Linked DNA regions of Sus scrofa: regions 1 and 2 are each linked to region 3. The links are chromatin contacts, called in public Hi-C maps. All regions are on one chromosome and are shown on one strand. Each heading gives the region's core, a stretch centred on a gene start, on an enhancer-like site or on the middle of the called end of the contact. The rest is flanking DNA. Distances are from core to core; before and after follow the strand shown. Region 1 holds the start of SMARCA4 (transcription activator BRG1). Region 2 overlaps LOC110259342 (a long non-coding RNA gene). Region 3 holds the start of KANK2 (KN motif and ankyrin repeat domain-containing protein 2).

Region 1 (2,700 bases), core at 154-2,653, 210 kb before region 3:
TTTTTTTTTTAGGGCCACACCCACAGTATATGGATGTTTTCAGACTAGGCATGGAATCAGAGCTGTAGCTGTTGGCCTACACCACAGCAACACAGGATCCAAGCTGTGTCTGTGACCTGCACTATAGCTCAGCAATGCAGGATCCTTAACTCACTGAACAAGGCCAGGGATCGAACCTTCATCCTCATGGATGCCAGTCAGATTCGTTACTGATGAGCCACGATGGGAACTCCCTAAAAAAATTTTTTAAACTGTCTTGTGGGGGGGTGGGGGTGGCACACTACAGTAGATGCTGGGTATTCACTAGGGACTAAAATTGACAACATCATGCCATTTAAATTGAAGAGAAGGATGCTGTACAGCAGAAACTGACAGGATATTATAAATCAACTATAATAAAAAAACTTAAAAAGGTACCCAAGAAATGTGAAGGAAAGGGAATGGAGGCAGTGATCAAAGAGGAGGCAAGACTGGTGGAGGTGGTAAGTCAACTGAGACCTGAAAAATGAGGAAGAGTGGGCCTGGGAGAAGCAGGGATAGGGACAGTCACAGGCTGTGGGACTTGACTTTGGGGAGCATTTGCTCAGTTGTGGGGCTAAATGAGGTGGGGCTGGAGATACTTTAAAAACATAGAGGAAGCCGCCTACAAGCTCTAGGCCTTCATACTTCTAACAAGGCTCTCTCCCTCACTGCTTTTACTACTGGACTCAAATGTCTTCCCAACGCGGCCTTCCCTAGCTGCCGCTTTAAAATTTCCACCACTTTTCATGTCTCCATTTCAACACAGTGTATTTTATATTTTACTTGGTTCTCTTGCCTCGCGCCTGCCTCCCCCATTAGATCATGAGAGCCACAGCAGCTGAAATTTTATGTCCGGTGCCGCAACTCAACAGCAAATCAATAAATATCTGCTAATTAATAGCCTTACATAGGCTCTGCACAAAAGACAGCCACAGTCCGTACCCGTCAGACTGCCCAAAGGGCACCACATCCCCCCTACCAAGGATGAAAACGGTTCCTAAGTTCGCCCTTGACCCGGAGGCCGGCTCTGCTCATCTCTGGCCCAGCCTCCCCGCCTCTTCCCCTCAAGCACTGCCTTGCATCCTCACTTCCCGGTCTCAGGGCCCCTCTGCCACCCCTTCCCCAAAGACCCTGCCGCCATCCAGTCCCATCCCCCAGCCACCCACCACCACCATCACTACCACCACCACTACCGCCGCCGCAGTGGCGCCCGCTCTGCGCATGCTCGGAGCAGTGGCGACGCACGACGTGCGGAAGGCGAAGAACCACCCCCATGCGCAAGCGCAGGCGCGTCCCGCACAAAGTAGGGAGGTGCGTCCGGGGCGCTAGCTCTCTCTGGCCCCGCCCCCTCCCCACCCCACCCCCGCGGCCGACACGCACGCGCTCTAGGAGCGGAAGGGCGGGCGGGCACGCGCACGAGACCGGGCGGGCGGCGGAAGCGGGAGAGGCGCTTAGTGGTGGGGGGGAGGGGAGGTGACGAGTGCGCGCGCAGCGGGGGCGCGGGTGGCGTGGGGGGGGCGGCCGAGGCCGGCGGGCGCGCGCGCGAGGCTTACCCTCGCTTGGCGGCGGCAGCGGCGGCTTCTTTGTTTCGTGAGAAGAGGCGAGACGCCCATTCTGCCCCCGGCCTCGCGCGGAGGGGCGGGGGCGGCGCCAGGAAGGCGACGGCACCGGCGACTCCCGGTAAGGAACGCAGATCGCGGGGGGAGCGCGGCGCGGGGCTTGGGAGGACGGTTTGAATGGAGCCGGGGTTCCGAGGGGGGAGGGGGCCGCCGGCGCCCGGAGCAGGGCCGGGGTACGGCGGCGCCCGAGGGTCAAGACGCCTGGCCTGCACCGCGCGCGCGGGGAAGGCCACAGTGCATCGAGGCCGCGGCGGCTACAGTATCCGCGGCGGGTGGGGTGGGGGCCCGGGCCGCGTGGAGGCCGCGCGCCCCTCGCGCGCGCTCTCGCCGGGGTCGCCGGACAAAGCTCTTCGCCCAGTCGGCGGGCCACGGGCCCGGCCCCCATCGCGGTCTCAGCTGCGGCTATAACAATAGCCAGGCGTCCGGGCTATTCTGGCTACGTTGTAACGGGTCCGACTCGATTGTTGCCTTTTAACAAGGCTGCGGTCATCGCTCAGTAGGAAAACCCCCAGATATGTCCAGCGTCGCCTGGACATGAACATTAGCAGCACAATTGGTTTAGATGACCTAAAATTTCATTTTTAAAAAGTCAATTTTAGGTTTTCAAGGCAAGGTAAATAACTCTTTCAGCCCCTTGTAAAGTAGTGACTCCAGAATGTTTGCCTTAAATCGGAGGATCCGCAGCTAGTCGGGAAGGACCGGGAGAACTGCTGTTGAAAGCTTTGTTTTAGTTTTCCATCCTTTTCCCTTCCTCGCAATTGATTTTCCAGATTAACGCTTTTATTTAAGATGTGGATCTTTAAGGAGAAGGTGTTTTGTGCCGATCTTGAAGACTAGCCTAGGTAGCCACCCCACGCCCCCACCCCCAGTGAATCCTTAGGTAAAGTAGGGAATAATGTTAGAACCACTTCCTAGGAATTTGAAGTAAGTTTTCACTTTCAATTGACAGACTGGAGTTGGGTTTGATTTCTGGCGTTGCTGGTTACTTAGCTATGTGACCTTAGGCAAATAACTTAATTTTTCTGAACCTCTTAGTTTCCTCATTTGTGAAATGGCAATA
Region 2 (2,700 bases), core at 183-2,682, 250 kb before region 3:
AGAGCTCCAGAGCCCCCTGCCCCCAGATGGGCCTGGGCCCCACCTCCTCTCGGTGGAAATCTCCCTGGTTGCAGGCCATAGCACTGGCTACCATTCGTGAGGCCTGAGGAGCCTGAGGGCCAACTGGGTCCTGGGTGCCTCATTCCCTCAGTGATGAGAGCTGAGTGTCGGACTAACTAACCTTGAACAAATAAGATGAGGGGTAATGATGTCACTTTGCTTATGGGATTTGCTAAGTGTTAAAAGCTGCAAGGAGGCGTGGAGACAGAACTTAATGCCTCCCTGTCCTTTTCTTGTATATTACAGCTTTAGATAGATTAAAAGTTGCAGAATTGAAAATAAAGTTTGTTTTGAGAACTTGACAGGGACATTGTGACCTGACGGTGACCTGACCTAAAAGGGCAGCTGCCAGAACAAAGGATCTGACACCAAGAAGTTTGCAACAAATAACCACTCCCCTCTCTCACCTTTCCTATAAAAAGGCTTTGCTGAAAGCCTTTGAGGAGTTTAGGGTTTTTTTAAAAGACATGAGCCACCTGTCTCCTTGCATGGCTCAGCAATAAATCTTTATCTGCTCCAAAATCGTTAACTCGTGATGTTTTTGTATTGTTTGGCCTCAGTGTATGTTGGGCACCAAACTTGGATTTTGTAATGCTGCCAACATAAGCCTACTTCATTTCAAAGAGCAAGACTCCTAATTGTCTCTAGTCTTTTTTTTTTTTTTTTTCCTTTTTAGGGCCACACTTGTGGCATATGGGAGTTCCCAGACTAGGGGTAGAATCAGAGCTGTAGCTGCCAGCCTATGCCGCAGACAGCAATGCCAGATCTGAGCTGCATCTGAGACCTAATGCCGCAGCTAATGGCAACACCATATCCTTTAACCCACTTACTGAAGCCAGGGATCAAACTTGAATCCCCATGGATGCTAGTCAGGTTCTTAACCCGATAAGCCACAATGGGAACTCCCTAATTGTCTCTACTCTTGAGACCATGGCTTGGAGGCTGTTCCTCTTCAGCATGTGTTCACTAGAAGATCCCTTTGCCTATAGGATTTCAAGCCACTACTCCATGTAGCTTTGCTTTGAAATGCCACCTTGCAAAATAACAAAGGCTCATTATGAGCTTTTCTGCTCTTTTTTTTGGCTGCGCCTGTGTCATGTGGAAGTTCCCAGGCCAGGGATCAAACCCACGCTGCAATTGTGACCTGTGCCATAGCTGGATCTTTAACCTGCTGTGCCACCCTGGAACTTCCAAGACTTTCTGCTCTTAAAACATTGTAAACTTTGGAGTTCCCGTCGTGGCACAGTGGTTAACGAATCCGACTAGGAACTATTAGTTGTGGGTTTGATCCCTGGCCTTGCTCAGTGGGTTAAGGATCTGGTGTTGCTGTGAGCTGTGGTGTAGGTTGCAGACGCGGCTTGGATCCTGTGTTGCTGTGCTCTGGCATAGGCAGGAAGCTACAGCTCCGATTGGGCACCTAGCCTGGGAACCTCCATATGCCGCAGGAGCAGCCCAAGAAATGGCAAAAAGACAAAAAAAAAAAAAATTTGTAAACTTGATTCACAGAGATGGAAACTGATAAAATGGAAATTTAAAACATACCAGTATCTTTTCCTAGCCCAGGTTTGCCTTGATCCCTGTGTAACCACATTCTTAGGCAGATGAAACTGGCACTTATAGGGTACAATGTTACTATGGAGATGACTGGCACTGATCCTATGAACTATGTTCTTGGATGGATGCAAGTGACATTGATAGGGTACAATGTTACCATGGAGACAGCTGGGCCTGGTCCTATTAGCTGCAATCATTCTAGCTATTATCCTGATAAAAAGGGTGTGAGGAAATTAACATGTCAGCAGCTCCAAGGACATGAGACTACTACAGATTCTGTATGAGCTTGTTGTTTCTACTGACAGATCCATGAACATCTCCTGGAACCACTGTGAAGATGGAATATGCAAAATTGCCAGAGAAGTTGTCAGAAAAATCTTCCTGTCTACCCCTTGTTCAAGGTTTGTTCCAGATTAATAGCCAAATAAAGTAGAAATGTTTGTGCCATTTGTTTTAAAGCATAAACACAAAAGAAGAAAGGTAAAGAACAAAAAAAAAATCCCTGGAGTTCCTGCTATGGTGCAGTGGGTGAAGAGTCTGACTGTAGCAGCTCTGGGTGCTGAGGAGGTTGAGGGTTTGATCCCCAATCCAGTGCAGTAGGTAAAAGGATCAGATGTTGCTCTACTGTAGCTTGCAGTTTCGGCTCAGATTCGACTCCTGCCCCAGGACCTCCCATATGCAGGGTTGCAGCCAGTAAAATAAGAACAAAAAAGCCCACCTTGAAAGTTCATATGTGGTCTACAAATCAACCTGAAGAGCAGGCCAGCTGGGGGTATGCCTTTGGGTACTCTATGCTTAGATTTTTGAGCAGAAGCTTAGTTTTATTTCAGTGGGCTCATTGTTTCACCTACTGACTTTTCTCAGGGGAAGTTTCCCATCAATATCTTATGTGGCAGCTAGTATCACTTGCTCTAATTAGAAGACAAGAGTAGGAGTTCCAGTTTTGGCTCAGCTGTGAGGAACCCAACTAGTACCCATGAGAATGTGGGTTTGATCCCTGGCCTTGCTCAGTGGGTTAAGGATCTGGCATTGCCAGGAACTGCAGTGTAGGCTGCAGATGTGGCTTGGATCCCAAGTTGCTGTGGC
Region 3 (2,700 bases), core at 161-2,660:
CAGTAGTAAGTATAATCACCATCCAAACAACTCATTTGATCAGGATAAATGAGGTGAGTAGTTATCACCCTATTTTACAGATGAGGTATCTATGAGGTACAGTGACTTGCCCAGGGTCACCAAAGGGGGAAGTGGCTGGTAGATTCCCCATTGGCAGCGAAGGCAACTTCACCCTCCTCGCCACATCCCTCTGCCCATTTCTCTGAGAGAGACTGGGGTCTGAGCTTCTCCAGCCCTCTGAGGGTCCTCCACGTGGGAAGGCGACTCAAGGTGGAGACAGCAGATGGTGGGGGTCAGTGTAGTGGTGGTGGGTGTCTGTGGCTGAGGGTCCTCTCTTTCTATGGGACCCCTGGAGAATGGGGAGGACACAGGATAGGAAGAGAGACAGGACACTCCAAGAGAGGACAGGTGGGAAGCTCAGGGAAAGGGCGCAGGCGGGGTCCGAGGCAGGCCAGAAGTCCGGCGGGGTCTCCCTAAAGCCCCTCTCCCAGACCAGCCTGTACGTCCCTGGGGTCTCCCATTCCTCTCCCCGCCCCAAAGACGGGGGTGAGGAGGACCCCGCCCCGTGGAGGGAGAGGGCGGGGTCTGCGGGGTCCCCAGTTAATGGCAAACAGCTGCCGCTCCCCACGCCGGCCCAGCCGCAGGCCGAGGCCCAGCCCGGCCGGACGCCCGGACGCCTTCCCGCCGCCTGGGGCCTGGCTCTGGCCCGGCTGCGGAGGAGGGCGAGGGAGGATAGAGAGTGGAGGTTGGTGGGGAGGGACAGAGGTGGAAAGGAGGACGGAGACAAGGGGGAGGGTAAGGGGGAAGGCAATGATGGGGCGAAGGGACAGGGAGATACAGACGGAGGATGGGGCCGGGGGAGAGAAGCTGGGACAGGGTCAAAGATGGGGACGGGACAGCGGCGCGGGGACCGAGACGCTGGAAGTGCGGAAAGTTTGGGCATAGATAACGGAGTTGGAGGCAGCGGCTGTAGAGACCTGCGAGGTCGAGCCCGGGGGTTGAAGGCGGGATGGGGTGGGGTGGAGTGGGGACCACGCTCGAACCCCGAACCGGACTCGAACCCTGACCCAGCCCGGGTGCTACTCGCCTCGCGCAATCCGGCCGCCGCCGTCCCAGCGTCCCGCCGCCCGTGCGTCCTCCGCGCCGCCGCCCGGTCGCCCGGCCCTCGGCAGTAGCTCCGCCCCGCCCCGCCCCGCCCCCTCCAGACCACCCCCGCTCCCTCCAGTCCCAGGCAGCCCGGCCGCGGTGTAGGGGAAGTGGGGGTGGGGACACAAATGCACCTGGAGGGCAGGTGTGTGTGTGTGCGCGCACGTGGGGGTGTCCGAACTCCAACCCCTCCTCCACTCCCCAGGGCAGGGTCCTCCCGCAACCGTGTCCTCCTCGGTCTGCTGCAGCTGGGCCGCTGCGGGGGGGGGGGGCTGGAGGGGGCGGAGCTGGCGGGGCGGAGCTGGCCAGGGCCCAGCTCCTGGAGGGCCTTGAGGGCGGGTGGTGACGGCGGCGGCTATAGGAGGTCACCCCTCCCCCAGCCAGCCCAGGGCTGGAAGCCGCCCAGCGCGGGCCTGGTACACGGTGGCGTGACCACCACGGGGCAGGCAGGGGGGGCCCTGGTCAAGGCGAAGCTGCACAGGCCAAAGCTAATGCCTAGGCTCAGTTCCTAACCCTACCAAGCTTTCAACTGCTTGCTGCCTCAGTTTCCCCATCTGTAAAGCAGGGTTAAGACCATGGAGTTGATCAGATTCACCAACCATGAGGCAGGGACCTAGGGAGGTCCCTCAGGCAGAAAGGCTCATAAACAGGGGAGTGTCTTTCTGGGCACCAATTATGCAGGACTGGGCATTCAGCAAGGGTTTAGTAAGTGTTACCATTATTTCCCATGCACCCATGTGACACTGTCATTTGTGTTTTGCCTTCCTTGCTAGAATGTCGGCTCTAAAAGGGCAGGAATTGCATCTATTGTCACTGATGTGTCCCTGGCACCCAAGTGGTTCTCAGTGTCTGTGCATCAATAGCCAGGGTGTGCAGGTAAAGTGTACCCAGGACCCAGACCCCAGGGACCATACCACACAGGCTGTTTATAAAAACCATTTTAAATTAGAAAAGGTAAGGAGCATCAGTGCACACAGATGAGGACAGAGGAACAGAGGGCCCAGCCCCATGTGCAGTGTGGTCACCCAGGGCTAAGTGGGCAGTGGGGGGAGACTCTCAGGAAGGCACAGACAACTGAGGCCAGGCTGCTGGTTCCTCTGGCGTGTGGCTTCAGGCCCTGTGGGTTCAGACATCAGCCTTCCGGAAACTGGCTCTGTTCAAGGAGTTCCTAGGGGAGGAATGAGATGGATCAACATGGCCACAGGGCCCCCAACTGCATGATGCTCCCCAGCCTCTTCCTCCAAAGATCCTTCTAGGGTCTTCCTGGTTCCTTTCACAATGGTTCTAATCTGGCTACAGAATCAGAGATTCTTAGACTCCATCACTGGAGATATGAATCATGCCCCTTTTGATAGATGTGGAAACTGAGTCTTAGAAACATGAAGTCACATGCCTGGGAAATGACCTGGCTAGGATCAGAAAAAGTTGCCCAGAGCCTGCACATGTCTGAGTGTTCACATGTTTGTGCAAAGCCATGAGCACCCGTGTTGATGTGCACATGTGTAACCGCCCCCATGCTCTGCCTGGCTTTGCCTATCTGCCTTGCCTTCTCTA

What was found. Hi-C and Micro-C count contacts between places; a contact is called where the count stands out from the background.
Region 1: a Hi-C map of heart right ventricle shows a contact between it and region 3, with 4 times the contacts expected there. The contact joins the promoter of SMARCA4 here to the promoter of KANK2 in region 3. A contact is called at or near these places in 1 of 5 promoter capture datasets (fetal liver), 2 of 47 Hi-C or Micro-C datasets (fetal heart ventricle and heart right ventricle) and 1 of 2 datasets of contacts at active chromatin or transcription factors (alveolar macrophages).
Region 2: a contact with region 3 is called in a Hi-C map of heart right ventricle, with 4 times the contacts expected there. The contact joins the enhancer-like site here to the promoter of KANK2 in region 3. A contact is called at or near these places in 2 of 5 promoter capture datasets (fetal liver and liver), 20 of 47 Hi-C or Micro-C datasets (alveolar macrophages, blood, embryonic fibroblasts and 13 more) and 1 of 2 datasets of contacts at active chromatin or transcription factors (skeletal muscle).

Annotation. Positions count from the first base shown.
Region 1 is chr2:69,715,772-69,718,471 of Sscrofa11.1, forward strand. SMARCA4 (transcription activator BRG1) reads left to right here and starts at 1,404. Exons shown (of 34, transcript XM_021083849.1): 1 at 1,404-1,701. LOC110259342 (a long non-coding RNA gene) reads right to left here. Exons shown (of 2, transcript XR_002341646.1): 1 at 1,575-2,700.
Region 2 is chr2:69,676,234-69,678,933 of Sscrofa11.1, forward strand. All of the region lies in intron 1 of LOC110259342 (a long non-coding RNA gene), which reads right to left. Among named protein-coding and RNA genes, the nearest start is that of YIPF2, 28 kb to the left of the region's middle. Within about 2 kb of position 1,433, at least 7 of the 83 cell types and tissues checked have an H3K27ac peak or open chromatin away from gene starts, as enhancers often do.
Region 3 is chr2:69,923,784-69,926,483 of Sscrofa11.1, forward strand. KANK2 (KN motif and ankyrin repeat domain-containing protein 2) reads right to left here and starts at 1,411. Exons shown (of 14, transcript XM_021083853.1): 1 at 1,281-1,411. It overlaps DOCK6 (dedicator of cytokinesis protein 6), which reads right to left. Exons shown (of 49, transcript XM_021083867.1): 49 at 2,072-2,314. The coding sequence ends at 2,272.